3 separate regions of the Sus scrofa genome follow, and all the other regions are linked to region 1. Evidence: chromatin contacts called from public HiChIP or PLAC-seq data. All regions are on one chromosome and are shown on one strand. Each heading gives the region's core, a stretch centred on a gene start, on an enhancer-like site or on the middle of the called end of the contact. The rest is flanking DNA. Distances are from core to core; before and after follow the strand shown.

Region 1 (4,612 bases), core at 1,416-3,915:
CAACCTCATGGTTCCTAGTCGGATTCGTTAACCACTGCGCCACGACAGGGACTCCAAAGCCACTTTCTATAACACACTTACCTTCTTCTTAAAAGGGAACAAATGAGCATCAAAGTGTGGTTCTGCTCTTAGAGGTTTCTTTCAAAAACCAGAACACTAGGAGTTCCCGTCATGGCTCAGCGGAAACGAATTTTTGTGTTTTTTTGTTTGTTTGTTTGTTTGTTTTGCTTTTTTAGGACTGCACCCTTGGCATATGGAGGTTCCCAGGCTAGGGGTCTAATCAGAGCTATGGCTGTTGGCCTACACCACAGCCACAGCAACAGGGGATCCGAGCCGCGTCTGCCACCTACACCACAGCTCATGGCAATGCTGGATCCTTAACCCACTGAGCTAGGACAGGGATCGAAACCGCAACCTCATGGTTCTTACTCAGATTCGTTTTCACTGCGCCATGATGGGAATTCCTGGAAATGAATCTTGACTATGTCCATGAGGACACAGGTTCGATCCCTGGCCTCGCTCAGTGGGTTATGGATCTGGCATTGCCGTGAGCTGTGGTGTAGGTTGCAGACGCAGCTCAGATCTGGTGTTGCTATGGCTGTGGCGTAGGCCGGTGGCTACAGTTCCAATTCAACCCCTCGCCTGGGAACCTCCATATGCCAAGAGTGTGACCCTAAAAAGACAAAAAATAAAATAAAATAAATAAGTAAATAAAAACAAAAAGACTAATCTGATGTTTATCATCTCATTATAGAAGCTTAAGACTAAGTCTTACTTTTGTAGTATATATATGAATGGTCAACAAAGACTCATCCTACAAAAACTTATTGAGCCCAGTTATAGGCTGAGCAGTGGACCCTGCCCTCCCAGAATTTGCACTCTAGAGGTTATCATGAGAGAAGAAAACTAGCTGGGAGACAAAAGTTCCTATTACATATCTTTATTTGTAGGTCAAATTTAAGGGAAGTAGGACACGGCATTATTCTTGCGAGCATCACTTTCAGGACACAACCATGTCAGGGAGCCCTGAATTCTGTGGGTGTTGCATCTCTTGAATTCTAACCAACACCCTAAGAAACACATGGAAGGCACAGCTGGTGGGTTGCTTGGGGGTCATGGCGGGCCAGCTGCCAACTGGCTCTTCAGTGGATAGTGTTTGGAGGGTTGAACTCCAAGGTCATTCTGGTATCTGCTTAGTCATGGATGATGTTGTATATTCTCCCCAGTCATCAGAAGCGAGTCTTTGAAACTGTGAGAAACATCAATCAGGTCGTCAAGCAGAGGTCTCTTACCCCATCCCCTATGAACATCCCCGGCTCCAACCAGTCCTCGGCCATGAACTCCCTCCTGTCTAGCTGTGTCAGCACTCCCCGGTCCAGCTTCTACGGCAGCGATGTCGGCAACGTCGTTCTGGACAACAAGACCAACAGCATCATCCTGGAAGCAGAGTCAGCTGACCTGGGGTGAGCCAGCCAGAGGCTTTTATCTTTCTGTTGTGGGGACAGGTAGGGGGATTGAGCACAGCTTCAGTAATGAGGCGAGGGAAGCTGATAAGAGTCACCTGAGAAGTGTAGCCCTTTCAGTTCTCAAATCTGTTGTCCCAGCCTGCTGAGCTTATGCTTATCCTTGATACTGCTGTGTTCACCACAGCAAAGAGTAAAACAGGATGTCAGCTTTTCTGTAAAACGCTGGAGGGGAGGATAAATGAGTATGTTTTTCTGTTAAGCTTTATCTGTTAGGCTACAGACTAGACATTTGTAGCTCAGATTCTGAAACGCTAAGGAGCACTCAGGCTCTGTCTCATGACCAGAATCTGATTTGTTTCAGAAGGTGGGGTGGAGGGTGCCTGGCAGGTGCCTGTCACACTGTGTGTTGGGGGGGTGGATCCTCCTCAACAGTAGTCTGTCCCTTTTCGTCCTGAAGCCCTGCAGTTTCCCCAACCCCACCCTATTGTCCATCCTTTTCCTATGACTTAACAAAATTGGTTTTTCTGACCGAGGGGTCAGACAGTTGGAAACTACTTGATCAGAACTTGGGGAGGGGTTGGACTTTATTATTTTTTTTTATTGAATTATAGTTGTTGTACAATATTACATAGGTTACAAGTGTACAATATAGTGGTTCGCAATTTTTTAAAGGTTATACCTCCATTTATAGATATTATAAAATATTGGCTATATTCCCAGTGTTGTACAATATACCGTTTAGCTTATTTTATATCTAATAGTTTTTAACCTCTTGATCCCCTCCCCCGATGCTCCCCCTCCCCCTCCCCTCTCTCCACTGGTAACCACTAGTTCGGAGCAGAACTCTTTCTGAGATCTCAGCTCCTTAAAATCAAGAAGAAAGAGGTTCATCCCTTGAGCCAGCTGTCCTCCTGTTAACCAGGACCTGCAGCCTGAACGAGGTTTCTTCCTAAGTCATCGTGAGGGAAATGTTTGTAAAGGCTGGATTTTATGTAGTATGTGCAAATTTTCCTTCCAGCTTAGTACTCTCTCCTCTCCTCCCTGAAAAAGAGAAAAAAAGAAAAAGAAAAGAAAAGAAAAGCCCCAAAGAGAATTGTTCTTCTGGGCAGGCATTCGTTTCCCCATTTTTGCCTAAGTGTCAGCGGTTTCCCTTGGTTTCCTTAAGAGCCGTGTCCCTTAGGCGGCGAGGCCGTAGTTGTCTGGCGCCCCCTGGTGGCTGCTCCGAGCTCACCCCCTGTTTTTCCTCCTTCCAGAAACGGGGAGCGGAGTAAGAAGCCAGGCACGCCAGGAACGCCAGGGTCCCACGATCTGGAGACGGCGCTGCGAAGGCTGTCCCTCCGCCGGGAGAACTACCTCTCGGAGAGGAGGTTCTTCGAGGAGGAGCAGGAGCGGAAGCTCAGGGAGCTGGCGGAGAAGGGCGAGCTGCTCAGCGGCTCCCTGACGCCCACCGAGAGCATCATGTCCCTCGGCACCCACTCGCGGTTCTCCGAGTTCACCGGCTTCTCTGGCATGTCATTCAGCAGCCGCTCCTACCTGCCCGAGAAGCTGCAGATCGTCAAGCCGCTGGAAGGTGATCACAGGGGTCCTCGACCCCTCTCTGCCCTCCTCAGCGACTCCCTGTGGTCCCTGATCCACCACCGGAAAACGGGCAACCTCTGTAACGCCTACTCCTTTTTCTTCCGAGATAGCCACCCGCGCTGCTGGTTTGAGTTCCTCTGAGCGTCCGGACCTCCACCTCTCCCGGTGCAGGTTTGGAAATGTACTTACGGCAGCTGGGACTAACCTTCGTCAACTAAGCCAGAGAAAAGAAAATGTGTTGGCGTCGGTTTCCTAGTGCATTTAGAACAAATCTTTTGGGAAGGCAGAGGCGCTCCTAACGTCCCCTGAAGATAATTAGGTCGTGCCTGGGGGTCTAAGTGTAGAGAATTAATGCTTTGACGTTTCAGAAATGTCGGTGTCTGGGAGGAAGGGGTGCAAAGCAAATAATGTTGTTTTTCCATCACCACGGAAAATGGTTTGCTATTTGTTGACGCACAAGCTCTGCGTTGATCTTCAAGTAAAGAGGGTGTGGCCTTTTTCACTGCAGTGTGTTCTGAGCAAGACTTCTAGACCTCACAGTTTCGGGGCCAGGAAGGGGGTGGCTCTGGAGGAAAGTGAGGTGTGTACCTCCTTAAGCTTACCTTTACCAGGGGCAATTTTTCAGCTTTTAGTATTCAGGGACACCCTATGTGATTAAACTCTGGAAAGACTCAGCTTTTTTCTTTCTTTCTTCTGGCTTTAGACATTATAAAATGTCTTTCATTTACCACCACTCTAACGAGAGCCTCCAAGTGTTTATAATTTTCATTTTTTTTCTTCCTATAGTTTGGAAATCTGTGAGCGTTTAAAAAGTATTTCAGAATTCTGTATTACATATCTAAGGCAAAGCCAAATCAGAAATTCTACAAGGCAGTATTTCTCAACTTTTTTTTTGGGGGGGGCTCCTTTTAGAAGCCGTTTTAGACATTAATTCCTAATCCCTCCTCCCAGAAAATTTAATGCCAACAGATACACTGTTTATGTATTGTATGTGTATCTGTGCCTAAAAAGAGTCCAGTTATTCACCCCAAAATAACCAGGTTTCAATTCTGGGGGGGGCAGTATCCGTGTTAGGATATGTGCTGTAAGATGAGTCTGTATTTGTTAAAGACCCAAGAAATGCTGGGTGCCATATTCTCCAAAGGAAGGAAGAAGGTGGACCTTTTTTCATGATTACTTTTTAATTGTATAATTTAGGTACTTCTTAGATTTCAGAAAAGGGATGGCTCATCCTTTCTTTAATTGTTTATTCAGTTGTAAGCTTGGTGATTGTTTTCTGATCCACAATTATGTCTGTTTTTCTTTCAATAAAATCTTCCATTTCTGCAATTTTACTTTTTGCCTTTCTTTTCTTTTTTTCTCCTTTGTCTCTGTAAGGTCATTGGAATTTAGCATCTCTATCTTGTCTGCTTTCTATATTTTACTTTGTGTTTCATTAGATCATCTAAGAATATGTTCTTAGATTCATTTTCCAAAATATTATAGGAAGAGTTTTTTTTTATTATTTTGACCAATTCATCTTTTTCTCTCTTAATCTGGTGACTTAGATATCAGTATTATTGTGATAA
Region 2 (4,612 bases), core at 1,536-4,035, 160 kb before region 1:
CCCAACACTGAGAGACAAAAAAACCAGTAAAACTGGAAAACCTGAATCATGGAGTTCCCACCGTGGTGCAGTAGAAACGACTCCAACTAGGAACCATGAGGTTGTGGTTCAATCCCTGGCCTCACTCAGTGGGTTAAGGATCTGGCATTGCTGTGGCTGTGGTATAGGCCAGCAGCAACAGCTCCAATTGGACCCCTAGCCTGGAAACCTCCATATGCCATGGGTGCAGCCCTAAAAAGACAAAAAAAAAAAAAAAAAGAAAGAAAGAAAGAAAAGAAAACATGACCCTTGATCAGCAATGCTTTCAGAGAAAGATCTTGATCAAAAGGGTGAAATGTAGGGGTTCCCACTGTGGCACAACAGGATCAGTGGCATCTGTGGAGTGCTAAGACACAGGTTCAATCCCCTGCCCAGCACAGTGGGTTAAAGATGCAGCACTGCTGTAGCTGCAGCATAGGTCACAACTGCAGCTAAGATCTGATCCCTGGTCTGGGATTTCCATGTGCCATGGGGTAGCCAAAAACGAAAGGGGTGTGGGGAGAAATGAAAAAAATATAGAGAAGCCTCAAGTAGAGTTGGGAAATCAGAATCATGCCCTCTGAAGATAGTAGAGCCCAACAGAAAGATGAAAGACTCCTTTCCTAGGAAGGATTCAACAAATGAAGTGCTATGGACTCTTTGTGTATTGTAGCCCTCTCAACTTTTTTTCCTCTCTATAAAAGCCTTCTCCTTCCCTGCCATGCCGGGGAATTTCATGATGGCTTGTCAGGGTTAGAGACCTCCGACTACAATTCCCTGATGATGCCAAATAAACCCATCTTGCTGGAAAAAGGCTGGAAAAATATCTAGCAGTCTTTTGGTTCAGGTAAAGAGAAGCAATCCTGACTCCCGACCCATGAAAAACACAGCCTTAACAGGAATAATTACGTGGCCAGAGGTCAACAATATGTGTAATATAACCAAATTGGAGTTCCTGCTGTGGCACAGTGGATTAAAAATTTGACTGCAGCAGCTTGGGTCTCTGTGAAGGTGTGGGTTTAATATTGGGCCTGGAGCAGTGGGTTGAAGGATCCAGCTGTTACTACAGCTGTGGCTTGGATTCAATCCCTGACCCAGGAACTTCCATATGCTGTGGGTACATTTAGAAAAAAAAAAAAAAAATATATATATATATATATATAGAGAGAGAGAGAGAGAAAATATGTTAAGATGTAGAAGTTATTAAAGCAGGAAAAAAATAAACAGAAAACTTAGGCAAATGTTTACAAATGAGGACACAACATGATAAAATGGTGAATATAAAGTTTTTATGTAAGAATAACTGATTCCTCAAAAACAACGTTTTAGGCTATAAGGGAAAAAAAAAACCTTAAAATTTTAAATTTGAGTCAGATCAAATTCATTTCCTCAATCTCTTACTAAATAGAAGCACCTGAGCAAAGCACTCATCCTGAAATTAACATAATACATCAATTAACAAAGTGGCTTTGACAAGGGTGGGTTTATTACCATCAGCAGGTCCCCTCTGTGAGGGCCCAATTTTTTTAGAGTAAAACAAAGAATTGGATCAGATGATCTTCTAAGTTGTCTTTCAAATTTGAAATCCCCATGACCTTTGAGATTCTTTTTGACTCAATCCTCAAATGTTCCTCAACTGAAACTTCCTAAGAAGCGTTTTTTAAAATCTGTAACCTCTTAAACTGTAAAATAAAACGTCTCTTTTAATCTATAAATTCACCTAGGTATATATGTACCATCTGAGAAGACAGAAGTCAGAAAAATAACGTATTTGAGAAATTGAGGTATTTAAGATTCAGGGGCCATGACCTACTCTCAACGAACTCTGAAACAGACTAGGTGGTAGGGGCACGTTGATAAAAATTGGAACCCTTTTCCTTCAGATCATTAACTCCCACACTAGCGGCATCAGCAGCGCTCAGGAACTTGGCAGAAATGCAAATTCTTGGCCCGGGCCCAGACCTACTGAATCGGAAACTCTAGAAGCGGGGCCGAGCAATCCGTGTTTTAACTCGCCCTCTCGTTGCGCAGCTATCTTCGAAAACCGCAGGCCAAGTCAACCTTACCCGAGGACACAAAAGGTGGCAGGCACTACGCTAAGCACTCAACAGGTGCTCCCCCTCCGCACTTCACCGACCGAATCAACTGCAGGCTTTGAGCTCGGGGACCTCGAAAGTGCAGGCTCTAAGTCGCTACGTAAACACTCCCTCCTCCCCAACCCCAAGTAGCTCGCCGCCAGCAAACGGGCTGCTTTCAGTGCCTTCTCCAAGTCCACCGACACCCGGGAAGCTAAGCCTGAGTTTTAAGAGCCCAAGTTTTAAACTGCGAACTCGGGCGTCTGTACAGCGCAACTCGCGAAACAAGGGGTGTCCCGTGTACCCTGAACAAAAAGTTGTGTAGAGTTTAATACAGCACAAAGCAGAGCCCGAAGAGAGGGGGGGTGGGGGGGTGCACAGGGTCCGCCCAGAGGGGGACGGTAGCTGGACGGCTCCCCTACAGATCTGTAATCGCTCCAGCGAACGCTAAGAGAGACCGGAACCCAGATTCAGCGCCCCTAAAGCCTCCACTGCCACTCACCTGCTCACCAGGTGGGGAGAAGCCGCAGGTCCACCAGACCGCTGCAGCGAGTGCGCGCGTCTTAGCCCCCACCCCTCAGGACGAGTCCACTGGTCAAAGCCAGGGACGAAGTAATGGAGCAAGGCGGGACGCGCAGAAACAGCGTGAAACCTTACAGGTCCATCACCCCTTCGCATTTGGATTAGGCCTGCACGTCTCCAGGGCAGCACGCAGAACGCCGGAAGGAGCGCTGGCTGCTGATTGGCTGATCAGTATCAGTTCCTATTGGCTGGAGTCTGGAAATGAAGCCGCTAGGCACCTCCCTCAACAACAACGGCCTTGCTCCCTGCGTTAGGGCTAGTCCACCGACCGACCCTAAATTGCGGTAGAAAATGCTTGGGGAAACCCGGCTCAGAGCGTGGCCTCTGGCCTTGCGAGTTCCACCCACCTCCGCGTTTGGATTGGCCCATCACGTCTCCTGGGCAGCACTCAACCGTGGAAGGAGCGCTAGGGCTGCTTTTGGTTACTGGTGGCTGCGGCACGGAATTGGGTGGCTGGGACCGAGAGTTGGTCCACCCTGACGGGGGTGGGACTGGAGTTTGGGTGGATCGAGGGGACTTTCGTGGGCAGTAGTTGCATAGTTGGTGGCAATGCAGTCCTGGGCCCTCGTCATTTTTCCTGCTCCCACTGTCCTCCGTTTCCTTCCATCGTTTTTCTTATGCCCTCTGGAGCTCAGATGGACGCGGCGACATAATGTGGGTAACAAATGTCTCCTCACTCTTTAGAAAGGAGTAGGCTGTGGATTATCTTCCTTCTTGTACATGAAAAAAAAATAGATCAGATCCTCTGATCTCAATTTAGTTGCTTAGGACTTTCAAAGATCCACGCCCTCAAATAGCAACTGCCAGGCACGTTAGCACCAGCTCCCCTTTCCTTCCACTAGAGTTAGCGCAGTGTTTCTCAACTTTAGCATCAGAATCAGCTGCAGTGCTGGTTAAAACAAGCTCCACACCTACCCACAGAATGTTCGATTCTGTAGATCTGGATGAGGCCCTAAATTTTGCATTTCTATCAAGTTAACAGGTGATGTGGATCTTGCCATAAGGGACCGCGTTTGAAAACCTACCTGGAGGAACTCTGCCTCTCTAATGGCAGGTTATTACCTCTCCTATTTACTTTCCTTCTCAGGAATCTTATTAGCCGTTATTGTCAATTTAATAGATTTGATGTGGGAAAAAATCCTCATGGAACAATTCCTAATTAATCAAGACTTAAAATGAAATTGGAACTAGTTTATTCCAAGCTTGATAGCCTTAGCATTAATGTCAGAAACAATATCAAATCCTGGTGCTTCTTAGCCTACATTTTTTGGATGCCTCCAGAGAACACATGTTCCTGTCAAGAGAGCTAAAATGTGTGCATGTGCATTTTTCTGGATGGGAATCCATGGTTTGATCAGATTCTCAAAGGTACCAATGATCCAGCAAAGTTTAAGAACTCCTGCTAGAGACAATTTTGAGACAATATCATAAACACAAGCTAGAAAGTACATGGACCCAGCTCATTAACCACTACTGGACCAAAAGTTGGACCTCAGCAGGCATTATTAGTTCAATGTCAAAAAATAAAAACCAGCTAAATGCTGTTTAGGCTCTTAAACAGGGCAGAACTCAAACATGTTTTGAATTGCTTCAGTTCCTGAGCACTTTCAGGGTAAACGTCACCTCAATTTTAGATAATTCCTTCTCGTTATAGTTGATAATAATGAATCTGACTTGAAGGATTCGATACCAAAACCTGAGTTATGCAAGTGACCTCTTCCTCATGTCTATATTATCATAATCTAGGTCAAGAATCTCTTCATTCAGTCACACAGAAAGTTCCTTTGGACAAAGCACTATGTTAGACTTGCAGAGGAGGAAAAACATCTTTTATTGTTACCTTCATTCAAAGGAGCATACAAAATAATAATACATGTAAAGTTAGCAAAAAAAAATTGGGAAGGAAACAAATTAAGATTAGCTTGGATCCTAGGGAA
Region 3 (4,612 bases), core at 1,186-3,685, 140 kb before region 1:
GGCAATTAGTGTTTTCTCTTCTGTGTGCCTGTCCCTCCCTCCCATGGCCCTGCACTCTTGGCTTGCAGCAGCAGCAGCAGCAGCAGCAGCAGATTATCAGCAGTTCCAAGTAGCTCAGGGGCCATAGCTGGGGAGGCTGGTTCACTCCAGAGGTTCCACCTGCCACCTGCTTCTTCCAAGCTGGGGACACCAGAGGGAGATCAGCCTCTCTTCCTCACATGTGGGATACACAGTCTGTCATCTGGTGCTGGAAACCAAATGTCAAGCCCCTGGTCCCACAAGGTCAGCGACTCCAAATGACTGAATGAATGACTTCAAAATTGTGTACCAACTTTGACTGAATCTCAGGGATATAGAGAGTGACAGGCAGCTGGTAAAGGTGCAAAGCGTATCGGTCATATTCAGCAGACAAGGCTTGTAGTTATGGGTCTACCACTAATTTGATGCTGCTCTGGTCATGTACCACTTTTCTGCCCGCAGTTTCCTGAAAATGAGAAGGTTGGACTAGATGATCTCAAGGATCCCCCAGCTCTAGCATTCTTAAATTACAGAACTGGAAGGAACCTGATCTGTCAGTTATACTTCAAATAGTCTTTTTTTTCTCCTTCTTCTTTTTCTTCTTCTTAAAAAACTCCTCGGTGTTGGGAACAGCTCCATACCTGCTCTAAACCTACTAGAAGTCAGCTCCAGCACATTTGCTCTTCTAACTCCCAGGCAGCCATGCTCATTTACATATGAACCTGGCATGTACTTGGTCATCTTGATCATTTGTTGTTGTTGCTTTTTTTTTTTTTTTTTTTTAGCTCCACATGCTTGGCATAAGGAAGTTCCCAGGCTAGGGGTCAAATCAGAGCTACAGCTGCCAGCCTATGCCACAGCCACAACAACTCAGGATCCGAGCCATGTCTGCGACCTCTATCACAGCTCACCTGAGTGAGGCCAGGGATCAAACCCACATCCACATAGATACTAGTCAGATTCATTTCCACTGTACCACAAAGGGAACTCCTTGACCATTTTTTTTTTTTTTTTTGTAATTGAAACTTTAAGGAGATAATTATAGATTCACATCAGTCATGAGAAATAATACACTTACTAATAATACACTTTGCCCAACTTCCCCTGATAACGTTTTGCAAAACTTAATATGGTATCACAACTATGATATTGACATTCATACAATCCACCTATCTTACTCAATTTCCCCAGGTTTACTTGTACTTATGTGTAAGTTCTGTATGAATTTTATCACCTGTTTCTAAAGTCACAAGTACTAAAAGCAGAAATAGACCTGTGTTGTCCATTTATACCACTTCTTGCCTTCCTCCCATCTCACCTCATCCCCTACTTGGTGACTTTTCAAAATCCTTTTATTTGGAAATAATTTCAAACTTACAGAAATGTTCCAATACATCCTACAACCAGATTCACTAAGTGTTAACATGTTGCCCATTTACTTTATCGTTTTTTCCTTAGCAGCATATTTTTTCCTGAATGGCCTGAAGACAGGTTGCATACATCATGCCTCTTTTCCTCTTTACAATACTTCACTGTGTATTTCCAAGAATAGGGATATTCTTGTACATGACCACAGTACAAGTCATCAGCATCAGCAAATCTAACATTGATTTAAAACTTTAATCAACTATCAGGATTCCGATTCCAATTTTATCCATTAGAATGTCCTTTATAGCATCCTTCTCCCCACCTCCTCCAGAATCCAGGTTAGGACCAGGTATCACACTGAGTTGTTATGACTTTTTAGCACTCTTTAATCTGGAACATTTCCCAAGCCTTCTTCTGCGACATTGACATTCTTGAAGAATACAGCCGTTGCCCATTTTTAATAGATATTTCCTCATTTGGGGTTTGCCTGGGGTTTCATTATCCTTAGATTCGGGTTATACATTTTCCCTGGAAATACTGCATAGGTGATGTGTTCTCCCAGCATGACCTGCTTTTACTGATGATGTGGATTTTGCTGCAGGTCAAGGTGCTGTCCCTCTGCCCCTTTGTATATTAAATATTTCTCTTTCTACTAATAAGCCTAAACCAACTATAGGGAGACACATTAACCCAGGCAAATACCTGCTCCCCCAATAAATCCTCCCTAGGGTTAGCATCCATTGATGATTCTTGCCTGAACCAATCTTTACTGTGTACTTTTGTCTCTTCAAGTCTTGGGGTACTGGAAATCAGGTTTTCTCAGGTTTGGTTTCCTTGGGTCTTCGGTTCTGGTCTGCGTCTTCTCCAGGTCTTCCCAATGTCCTCTGTGACCTTTGGGCAGGGACGAGGTCAACGCTGTAGACTCAGCAGCCTCAACTGGAAATGAGGTCATGTGTTCCCAGTTAAACCGTCCAGCGGTGATTTGCATAATAGAGTAAGTAGCCTGTGAGCACTTACTTCCTGGATCATTTCCTGATCCCCCACACCTCTGTCCCCCTCCCTCTTTGGTGGCATTTTGTTCAGACTGCTCATCCATATTCCCCTCATCTCCTGGCTCAGTTCCACCCCGGCTTAAGTCTAAGGGTTGCCTTCCTAGGGGACGGCCTGGCCTGCAGGAACGGAACGCCTGGACTTACACTGCGTTCGTGGCAAAGTATCCGCGTGAGTTCCCTAAGACTGGCTGGACTGACATCGAGACGGGCTAGAAGTATATAAGCTCTCGTTTGGGGCGCGGGTGGTGGAGTGCGATAGCTTGTCACGAACCAGGTATTTTTCCAGGGGCTTCTCCAGGCCTAGATCGGGTAAAGGCTCTGGAGCGGGCCACCTGCCGCGACCGGAGAGGTAGGAGGGGCGCGGCTCCGGAAGGCTGGGGCACACTCCCGGCGGGCGTCCTGGAGGGCCACCCGCAGGTGGCGGCGCTGGCCTGCGGGCGGGGCCGGGGAAGGGGAGGGCTAGACGCGCGTCGGTTGGTGACGGCAGCGCGGAGGGGAGGTGCGAAGCGCCCGCCCGCTGAGAGCCATGGCGAGAGGCCGCGCAGCGGCGCCCGCTTCAGTACCCCGGTCCGCAGCAGCGCCCCCGCCCGCCGCCCCCGGGCCCACCCGGCCGCCGCCCCCGTGCACCCCAAGCCCCTGATCGCTGCGCGCTGTGAGCCAGGCGCCCCGGGAGAGGGGCCGCGCGCGGGAGGGCGGCACGGGAGGGAGCGCGCGGGAGCCCGAGCGCCCCGACGACCCCCGCGTCCCGGAACCCCGGATCTCTAGCTGGGAGCGCGAAGTCGGCGGCCGGGCAGCATCAGGAGGAGGAGACGCCAAAGCCCAGCCCGCCGTGTGCGCCCTGGTGCCGCCCGGCCGCCTGCTGTGGAGGGAACCAGAGCCGCCGGGCGGCCCGGGCCGGGCCGAGGACACCGAGGAGGAGGCAGCCAGGAGTGTCGATCGCCCGGGCAGCCCTGCGCCGGAGGCTCCCGGGGCCGCGCCTGCTACGGGGCTGCACTCCGCGCGCCTCTAGAGGGTAAGCCCGTGGACCGCTGACTTGTTCCGGCGCATCGGCCCCGGGGATGGGTGGAGAAGGACACGAGTGTTCTAAGAGTGTCGGTGCTTGATGTGGTGGCGGCGGGAAGGGCCGGGCGCGGAGATCCTGCTAGGGCAGCACTCCTCCCGCATCGGCCGCACCTGGTGCCCATTGTGTACCGTGTTGGTCACGCCGCGTGGCCTGGATTCTGGGCTCCGGCACTCCGAAGTGACAGTGAGGCGACCTTCAAAGAGCCCAGAGCTGAGCAAGGCCAGAGTGCGAGCGCACCCAGATTCCCACTCACCCGCAAAATGAATGTAAATTACATCTTCTGAGAGTGTTTGGGACGAGACAAATGGCTTTCAGGACCCCTCCTTTCCATCCTGAAAGTTAACAAGTTCGCTTCGTCACTTTTTTGTTTTGACCTGAGTTTTTTTCAATTCTTTTCGAATCTCCAAGGTCAGCCTCCTGCAGGTAACAAACTTAGTGAAATGTGTTGCTTCTTTTGTTACGTTGTGTTTAGGGAAGCAGCAGTCAAAAGCCTGCTGTTGAGGCTGGGGCTGGATGCCACCTACCCAAGCCTAAGTGTTTTAGAACCTTTGGCTGCACTTGTTCAGAAACTGAAATTAGCGTCCACTTTGAGCACCTTCTGAGTATGTGTCTAGGCCTCTGATTAAAAAAAAAAATTTTTTTTTCTGATATGCTTCACCAGAACTTTGCTTCAAACAAGTGTGTGAATGTTGTCAGTGCAAGTGTGAAGGTAGGTGGGTGCCTTTTGCTGGAGCATCTTTTGGTTATCGGTGGTGGGGACACATACACCCCAGGGAAACAAGCTAGGAACAGGGTCCTTCCAGTTTCCAGATGCAAGAGCAGCAGAGAGGGAGGTGGCCACACTGCTGGGCAGTCTGTGGCAGGGAGGGTGTCCCAAGTCCCAATAAAGGATGACAGGTTGGCTGGCAGGTTCAGAATTGGGCCTGGAGTGACGGATGGAACCTTCCTCTCTCTCTTGATTTGGAAAGCTCGCACTCGTGTGCCCTTTGATCTCTGGCCCCAGCTTTATCACAGAGGTGCCTAGACAATTGCGGCTTGAGCTACCAGGAACACTGAGATGGGCTTGGAGATGCTGTGCTGGATTAGAAAGCCCATGTCTATGCGCAGCAGG

What was found. HiChIP or PLAC-seq counts read pairs in DNA pulled down with a chosen protein or histone mark.
Region 2: a contact with region 1 is called in an H3K27ac HiChIP or PLAC-seq map of skeletal muscle, with 6 times the contacts expected there. The contact joins the promoter of ULK4 here to the enhancer-like site in region 1. A contact is called at or near these places in 1 of 5 promoter capture datasets (liver), 3 of 47 Hi-C or Micro-C datasets (embryonic fibroblasts, epiblast stem cells and skeletal muscle) and 2 of 2 datasets of contacts at active chromatin or transcription factors (alveolar macrophages and skeletal muscle).
Region 3: an H3K27ac HiChIP or PLAC-seq map of skeletal muscle shows a contact between it and region 1, with 6 times the contacts expected there. The contact joins the promoter of TRAK1 here to the enhancer-like site in region 1. A contact is called at or near these places in 1 of 5 promoter capture datasets (fetal liver), 7 of 47 Hi-C or Micro-C datasets (embryonic fibroblasts, fetal heart ventricle, heart right ventricle and 2 more) and 2 of 2 datasets of contacts at active chromatin or transcription factors (alveolar macrophages and skeletal muscle).

The regions. Positions count from the first base shown.
Region 1 is chr13:25,911,031-25,915,642 of Sscrofa11.1, forward strand. It overlaps TRAK1 (trafficking kinesin-binding protein 1), which reads left to right. Exons shown (of 17, transcript XM_021071690.1): 13 at 1,227-1,463; 14 at 2,720-3,036. Among named protein-coding and RNA genes, the nearest start is that of CCK, 32 kb to the right of the region's middle. Within about 2 kb of position 2,666, at least 15 of the 83 cell types and tissues checked have an H3K27ac peak or open chromatin away from gene starts, as enhancers often do. A contact at or near this core is called in retroperitoneal adipose tissue and skeletal muscle, where this site is marked.
Region 2 is chr13:25,748,680-25,753,291 of Sscrofa11.1, forward strand. It overlaps ULK4 (serine/threonine-protein kinase ULK4), which reads right to left and starts at 2,786. Exons shown (of 38, transcript XR_002337917.1): 1 at 2,596-2,786.
Region 3 is chr13:25,770,910-25,775,521 of Sscrofa11.1, forward strand. It overlaps TRAK1 (trafficking kinesin-binding protein 1), which reads left to right and starts at 2,436. Exons shown (of 17, transcript XM_021071690.1): 1 at 2,436-2,607.